Linked DNA regions of Sus scrofa: regions 1 and 2 are each linked to region 3. A link is a contact called in public Hi-C data. All regions are on one chromosome and are shown on one strand. Each heading gives the region's core, a stretch centred on a gene start, on an enhancer-like site or on the middle of the called end of the contact. The rest is flanking DNA. Distances are from core to core; before and after follow the strand shown. Region 1 has its middle 200 kb from the start of ALDH8A1. Region 2 has its middle 170 kb from the start of ALDH8A1. Region 3 has its middle 100 kb from the start of ALDH8A1.

Region 1 (2,700 bases), core at 94-2,593, 96 kb before region 3:
GCTCAGCACAGCTGTCCCTGGGCACCTGTCTGAAGCCCCCTCTCCCATCACTCTGTCATATCACCTCATTTATTTCTTCTTTTTTTTTCCTTTCACTTTGTAGGGCCATACCTGTGGCTTATGGAAATTCCCAGTCTAGGGGTTGAATTGAATCAGAGCTACAGCTGCCACCTAAACCTCAGCAATGCAGGATCCAAGCCGTGTTTGCAACCTAAAGCACAGCCCACAGCTACATGGGATCCTTAACCCACTGAGCGAGGCCAGGGATCAAACCCACATCCTCATGGATCCTAGTCAGGTTCATTAACCACTGTGCCATGAAGGGAATTCCTCTTCTTCTTCTTCTTCTTTTTTTTTTTTTTTTTTTTAGCTGTGCCTGCAGCATTTGGAAGTTCCTGGGCTCAGGATAGAACCTGTGCCATAGCAGTGACAAAGCCAGGCCTTTAACCCACTGAGCCACAAGAGAACTCTGCACTTTCCCTTTAAGACAACTTACTATACTCTATAATTACCCTATGTATTTTCTTCTATCTTCCTATATGAAAATCTAAACTTCTGAGAACAGGGAATGTTATTAGCTTCCCATCATGTCCTCTTTCTCTAACCTAGAACATTTCCTGAACAATTGGGAAAATTGATTAAAATTCGTTAGGAAATGCTGCATACCATTAGAATCCACCAGCTCAGGGCTGCCTGTGTCAGGATGTGGGGAAAGGCTGAGTGAAAACAGAATAAAGCACTGTTCCCAAGCCAGGTGCCTGTCAGCAGGACAAATTTGCAAGCACTCTTTGACCTGGCAAATCAGTGTTCAGGAACAGAGGGTGAACATGCTTGGTTAGGAAGTTCCATGGGTGAGTCAGGGGCATCTTAGTCTCAGCAGGATCAGAAAGAGCCTTTCCTTTGTCACTGGAGTCACCACGGCTCACAGTGGACAGTTATGGGGTGATAACATGTGGTCAGAGCAAGGCTTCAACCCTCCTGTTATAGGAGAAGTAGCTAGCAGAGGTACCCTGACAGATGAGAGTAGAGCGCTCAGAAATGATGTTTTGTTCCTGCTGTGGTGCAGTGGGTTAAGAATCCAACTATAGTGGCTCGGGTCACTGTGGATGCATGGGTTTGATCCCAAGCCCAGCACAGTGGGTTAAAGGGTTCAATGTTGCTGCACTTGTGGCATAGGTCACAGCTGCGGCTCAGATTCAATCCTTGTCCCAGTAAGTTCCATATGCCGTGCGTGTGGCCATTAAACAAAACAAAACAAAAAAAGTGCTGGTTTGCTACAACCCAACCTTCCAGGGCAGCATATGAGGCAACTCAGATCAAAGGTCTTGAGCTTTTGTGAGGGGGGGAGCGGGTGTCTGTTTAAAATAGCTCTTTTTAGGAGTTCCTGTTGTGGCTCAGTGGTAGTGAACACAACTGGTGTCCATGAGGATACAAGTTCGATCCCTGGCCACGCTCAGTGGGTTAAGGATCTGGCATTGCCATTAGCTGTGGTGTAGGTCACAGACACAGCTCAGATCTGGCATTGCTGTGACTGTGGCATAGGCTGGCGGCTGCAGCTTCGATTTGACCCCTAGCTTGGGAACCTCCATATGCTGCAGGAGGTGCAGCCCTGAAAAGCATAAATAAATAAATAAATAAATAAATAAATAAATAAATAAATAAAACAGCTCTTTTTATAAAAGTAGAATATAGTAGAAAACTTGGAAAATATAGGAAAAATATAAAGGAGACATTTTAGTACCAAAAAAAAAAAAAATCACCATAGCCACTAATACATATATTGAGGGTTTACAATCTGTCAAGCATTTTCCTACGCGCCTCACATGTATGTATTTATTTAATTCTCACAACAACCCAATGAGGTGTTTTCCTGACCATTTTACAGCTGAGAAAACTGAGGCACGGGGGAGTTAGGAAATTTGCCCTAAATCATGCAATCCTAGGATTTTAATTTAGCAGCGTTCCTCCAGAACACACATTCTTGGCTCTGGGCGGTTGTATATATTCACATCTGTACACATACGCACACATTCGTACATGCAATGGAGCAAAAAGAAGGCTTAAATATTAACAACCTTCCCTCGTCCTTCTATTAAGGAAGAAAGCTCATTTTGGGTTAGCTTCCAGATCTCTGAAAAATAAATAAAATATTTTAGATTCCCCTTTTCTGGTTAAGGTAGAGATGATCTTCCTATTATTGCCAGAAGCTGTGTTTGCTTATTTGTGAAGCCATGACCTGGCGTGTAACTTCATCAAATGTTTGTTCTACGACGGCAGAGTGACCGTATTTCTCTCCCGCCTCCTACACCCCTTTAACCTGCTAAGCTGGCCCTAGATTTGTTAGCTTGGCTGTGATTTTTTTTTTCTAGTCAATGGCTAAATTTTGACAGCTGATACTTTGTTTCAGAATTTTGCCCGATGTTTAATCATTTCTTTGAATACATTTTTTTTCTCATACTGCTCTTGTCTGGTTTTGGCATCAAGGTTGTACTGGACTTATAAAGTGAATTGACAAGTGCTTCCTCTTTTTCTCCTCTCTGAAAGAGTTTACGTTTGGAATTACCAGCACCTTGATCTCACCTATGAGAAAGTCTGGGCCTAGGATTTTGATCACAGGAAGATTTTAAATTTTTAATTCGATACTTTCATGGTTAGTGCACAAGTCAAGCTTTGTTTTATTTTTTGAGTCAGTGCGGATGA
Region 2 (2,700 bases), core at 70-2,569, 71 kb before region 3:
CCAGCAGCTACAGCTCTGATTCAACCCCTAGCCTGGCAACCTCTGTATGCCGCAGGTACCACCCTAAAAAGACAAAAAAAAAAAAACCTGAAACTATTTGAAATACACACAGCCAAGCAAAGGACTAGTATCAAGAATATACAAAGTCAATAAGTCAATAAGGAAAGGAAAAACAATCCAATAGAAAAATAGAAAAGGACAAGATCAATCATTTCACAGAAGAGGAAGTACAAATATGGCAAATAAACACGTGAATGAATGTTCAACTTTAGTTAAGGTTAATATAAATCAACTCCACAATGATTTATCATTTTATACTCATTTCCTTGGCAACAGTTAGAGAGTCTGATAATACCTGATGATGGAGAAGGTACACATTCAAAAGACATTACTTAAATATTGCTGGTAGAAGTACAAGTTTGTATAACTATTTGGAGAACATTTTGGCATTAGCTCCTAAAATTTCACTTCCTCATATCCTGTGATCCAACAATTCCATTCCTAGACATAGACTCAAAAAATTCTGAACATGTTCACCAGGAGATATGTACAAGGGTGTTTTTGATCCACAATGACGAAAATCTGGAACTAACCTGAATGCCTGTCAACGAGCAAGGAGAGTAACAACCCGTGATATTGTCAGTCACACGAATGGGATATTAAACAAAGAAAAATGAACTACAGGCAACATGCCACAATATGGCTGAAACTGAAAGATTACTCAGGATGATACCCTATTCTATAAAGTAAAAAAAAGACAAACTTAAAAATCATGCTATTAAGGAATATGTAGAGATTCACTGAAAGAATATAAATAAGGATAGCAAGAGTGAAGAAGTGAGGATTTGGTTACATCAGGAAAAGGGGAACAATGAATGGAATTGTGGAGAACCATTGGTTAGATGAAAGTTATGAGATGGTAGATGCCTGAGTGATTATTGCATTATGAATAATAATCAAACAAAAAGAAAATTAGTACCTTTCATTGACCAATGATGTGTATGTGTCATGAGCCAAAGATTATGCTTGATTCAATTCTAGGCAAAAAAATAAAAGCTTTTTTTTCATTTTTTTAAAATGACACATTGCTAGCCATGCAACAAAAGAGTGCCCAAAGTCATCTAAAAGAGAACTTGCCATCATTTATTTGAGATCGTCCCACCTTCAACCCCATGGGAATAGTAGACACAGTGGAGCGGAATGAAAGTCCTATCTGATCAATAATTAACGAAGCTTCAGGGCACTAGCCAAGCTCGCTGTGCCGGGCAGCAGTTCCTGTTGGATGAGCTCTCCATCAGGAGATATGTGTCCTTAACCATCCTGGAAATGGATCCACCCCTGCACAGGCACGCTCAGAAGGTGTGAATGCCAGAGTCCACTTAGATCGCCTCATGACCCTGCACTGTCAAGTGCAGAGGAGCCAGACCGAGTAACAGAGGTCTACAAAATTAAAGACCCATCATCATGGAGGTCCCGTCGTGGCGCAGTGGTTAACGAATCCGACTAGGAACCATGAGGTTGAGGGTTCGGTCCCTGCCCTTGCTCAGTGGGTTAACGATCCAGCGTTGCCGTGAGCTGTGGTGTAGGTTGCAGATGCGGCTCGGATCCCGCGTTGCTGTGGCTCTGGCGTAGGCCGGTGGCTACAGCTCCGATTCAACCCCTAGCCTGGGAACCTCCATATGCTGCGGGAGCGGCCCAAGAAATAGCAACAACAAAAAGACAAAAAAACCAAAAAAAAAAAACAAAAAACAAATCCGACTAGGAACCATGAGGTTGGGGGTTCCATCCCTGGCCTTGATCAGTGGGTTAAGGATCTGGCATTGCCGTGAGCTGTGTGGTGTGGGTTGCAGACTTGGCTCGGATCCCGAGTTGCTGTGGCTGTGGTGTAGGCCGGTGGCTGCAACTCCGATGATTAGACCCCTAGCCTGGGAACCCCCATATGCCGAGGAAGTGGCTGAGGAAAAGCCAAAAAGACAAAAATAAATAATAATAAATAAATAAAAAATAAAGACTCATCATGGACAAGTCATTTTATAGTCACTGGCCATGTTTCATTTTTCATGTGTTTCATTTTTAGCCAAACCTTTTACTGACCTTCTAAACTGCCAAGTAAAATGTATTGTTTAGTAGAGACACTTGAACAGAAAGGGCCCCACCAACCTTGCAATCACTCTCTTGGTGTCCTGACTGGGCAGAACCGATAAGCCCTGTGCATCACAGGATCTAACAATACCCTGCTCTGGGGAAGCTTATCACCCACAGCACCCAAATATATGTTTCCATGTTCTCTTAACAAAAACAAACCCCCCAAAGTATATTTATTGTAAGAGTCATTTCTGCCTATAAAAAAATGACAGTTTAGGAGTTCCCGTCGTGCCGCAGTGGTTAACAAATCCGACTAGGAACCATGAGGTTGCGGGTTCCGTCCCTGCCCTTGCTCAGTGGGTTAACGGTCCGGCGTTGCCCTGAGCTGTGGTGTAGGTTGCAGATGCGGCTCAGATCCCGAGTTGCTGTGGCTCTGGCGTAGGCCGGAGGCTACAGCTCCGATTTGACCCCTAGCCTGGGAACCTCCATATGCGCGGGAGCAACCCAAGAAATAGCAAAAAGACAAAAAAAAAAAAAAAAAAAAAAAAAAAAAAAGACAGTTTAGAATATTCAGAAAAGTATACAGTTAAAATGTTAAAAATATCCATTATCCTC
Region 3 (2,700 bases), core at 153-2,652:
CACCTGATGCTCAGATTACTTGTTAGTGTTTCCATTAAAGGGAAAAAAATCAATAAGTAAGTTATCAATAGGTTTTCAGGAAAGGCAGTTGTGATTGTCATAGCTCTAAGGAGATACAAATATCTCTGTAATGAATTAAAAGCTTGCTAAGTTTAAATGATTTTTTTTGATATTTTGAAGAAAAAAATACCAGCCAAAAAAAAAAGGAGAAAAAAATATACCCTTACACATTCTACCCTTATATAGCAGTTGTGTGATATAGATAGTCATGAACCAAAGCTTCACTCCACTTAACCAGCACATGTTATATCCTGGCATGTTATATCCAGGCTTCCAGATAAGAGGGCTTCACATTATTTCCATCCCTGCCTTTGGGGTGTAGAAGTAATTACGCTTCAGCTACATGGTAAACATCATATGATGGCTCCAAAGTCCACATAGATGTTTCAGAAAGAATTTTGCTCTAAGATGTAAATTATTTAATGAAATAAATTGAACCTAAAATATCTTGGTCTTTCAAACAAAAGTACTCCAGAGTAAGAGTTAGAAGTGTTTGTCAGGCATTTGCCAAGTCTTCTCTTTCTTGGAGAGGTATTTGCCACCACACGCTCGTTATTCTGGTTGACAAGTCCTTTGGACTGATTTTTCTTCAGATAATGTACACGCTTTCCAGTATTGATAAGAGATTTTGTTAAACCATATACACACTTTGTATGCATAGTTTGACCCTTCATATTATATAACCTGTTTTAAAGGGCACGTCTCATGAGTGATTTTTATGATGCAAAGATAAGGTATGTGACCAATTAAAAAATACAGAAGTACAAAGATTATGTCAACATAACTTAGTGTTCAGTCAGTTATATAACATCTCCAAATATCTGAATATTTGGCAACATGTTGAAGTATACATGTGTACTTCTCTTAGTCTGACATATCATGATCATTCTATATTTCAAAGTAACCCAATATGAGTTGAAAATACAGTCCATATAATTCAGTGTTTGGCATCAAATGGTGACCCTAGGAGAATCTACGTAGATGTCTAAGAGGTTGGCTTGAGGACTGAAGTCACCTCCCCCAATGTCAGTTGGACCCAGGGGTCACTGATGATATTTCATGCTTCACACTTACCTGTGTAATAACAGGTCAAGCTTAAATTAGGAGAACATGTAGAGGAAAAAGGCAAATAAATCATCTGGAATTATGCCATAGGCTTAACACGCAGTCCACTGATCAAAGTAAAATTTTCCCATGGAGAAACATAGGCCTTGTATATACAAGTGCAGTTAAATCAAACAGAATTACATTTTGGGGTTTTGGCTGATTCACTGCTGCTTATCTACAAAGCCACAGGATGGCAATAGAGAAATTCCTGTTGTGTAACTCTTGTCCAAATGGTTTCATGGAAAAAAGTAATGGGGCCAAATGGCTTTGGTTTTAGTCCAATTTGCCTGAGATCAGGGCATATTTGTGCTTTAGGGAAGCCCATGATCCTTCTGGCTACAAGTATACACAGTCATGGTCTTTCATGATTTGACTCTATCTTTTCAGCCTCCACTTCCACACTGACAATAACCCCTCCCCTCCTCCAAGCCATGATCTTTTAAAAATAATTAAAAACAAATATTCATCAAGGATCTACCAGCAGCCAAGACCTGTTCTTGTTCCTGGAGATGTAAGAGGGACAGAAGCAGAAAAAGATCATTTTTCCATGGAGCTTACATTCTAATGGGTGACAATGACAAATAAAATGAGGTGTGTGGCAGAGATGACCTCTGCCCATCATTTCCAGAGTTGACCTGTCACTGGCAGTGGCCCAGACAGGGACTATAATTCCTGGCCTCCTTTTCACCTATATGTGTGTCTGCTTGACTAACACTTACCAATGTCAGGTGAGCAGAACTGATGTCTGTCACTCCCAGGACAGAGTTTTAGGAACCTACTGATTCTTCTTCCTCTTGTTTCTGCTGGATGCAAAAGACTCTGAGGCTGTGAAGGCAGAGCCTAAAGATAGAAGGATCTGGGTGATCCTTGAATCCCAAATAAAGGAAAACCACCCACCAACCAGGAGCAGCAGTATTGAACTGCTAAGGGAGTGTTTGATAAACCTGAAATGTGTTAAAATAACAGAAATTTGGGAACTGATGTTTACAAACTTTATCATTAACCTAACCAATACTATATGTCTGATGTCATAGCACTACTGAGAAAAATAAATGCTCAAATGGGGAATGAGAATGCAACTGGTGAGGACTTGCAAATCTGAACAAAATGATCAGGAGTTCCCTGGTAGCCTAGCAGTTAAGAATCTGACATTGTCACTGTTGTGGTGTGGGTTCGATCTCTGGCCTCTGAACTTCCAAAAAATAAAACAAAATAAACAGAGTGATCAGAAGAAGACCTCGTGGATATAGAGGCTTGGGCAGAGACTGGAAGTAAATGAAGCCCTTGGGAAAAGCTTTGCAGAAAGAAGCAGCCATAAGTGCAAGGGTTCTGAGAAGGGGGCACACCTGTCATGTCCAAGGAACATCAAGGAGGCCAGGAGGCCTGGAGGGAAGTGAACAATGTCATGGGGTGGCCAGTAGAAGTTGAGGTCAGAAAGAACTCAGAGAACCCAATCATACAGGGCTTTGAGGATATTATGAGATCTTTGGATAATATTCTGAATGAGAGGGAGTATTATTGTGGGATTTAGAG

Evidence for each region. A called contact is a pair of places that touch in the nucleus more often than the background predicts.
Region 1: a Hi-C map of liver shows a contact between it and region 3, with 5 times the contacts expected there. The contact joins two enhancer-like sites. A contact is called at or near these places in 1 of 5 promoter capture datasets (liver), 7 of 47 Hi-C or Micro-C datasets (epiblast stem cells, fetal liver, liver and 1 more) and 1 of 2 datasets of contacts at active chromatin or transcription factors (alveolar macrophages).
Region 2: a contact with region 3 is called in a Hi-C map of liver, with 2.9 times the contacts expected there. The contact joins two enhancer-like sites. A contact is called at or near these places in 7 of 47 Hi-C or Micro-C datasets (fetal liver, liver and subcutaneous adipose tissue) and 1 of 2 datasets of contacts at active chromatin or transcription factors (alveolar macrophages).

The regions. Positions count from the first base shown.
Region 1 is chr1:29,256,629-29,259,328 of Sscrofa11.1, reverse strand. No RefSeq gene overlaps it. Among named protein-coding and RNA genes, the nearest start is that of ALDH8A1, 200 kb to the right of the region's middle. Within about 2 kb of position 1,343, at least 4 of the 83 cell types and tissues checked have an H3K27ac peak or open chromatin away from gene starts, as enhancers often do. A contact at or near this core is called in liver, where this site is marked.
Region 2 is chr1:29,231,605-29,234,304 of Sscrofa11.1, reverse strand. No RefSeq gene overlaps it. Among named protein-coding and RNA genes, the nearest start is that of ALDH8A1, 170 kb to the right of the region's middle. Within about 2 kb of position 1,319, at least 2 of the 83 cell types and tissues checked have an H3K27ac peak or open chromatin away from gene starts, as enhancers often do. A contact at or near this core is called in liver, where this site is marked.
Region 3 is chr1:29,160,908-29,163,607 of Sscrofa11.1, reverse strand. No RefSeq gene overlaps it. Among named protein-coding and RNA genes, the nearest start is that of ALDH8A1, 100 kb to the right of the region's middle. Within about 2 kb of position 1,402, at least 5 of the 83 cell types and tissues checked have an H3K27ac peak or open chromatin away from gene starts, as enhancers often do. A contact at or near this core is called in liver, where this site is marked.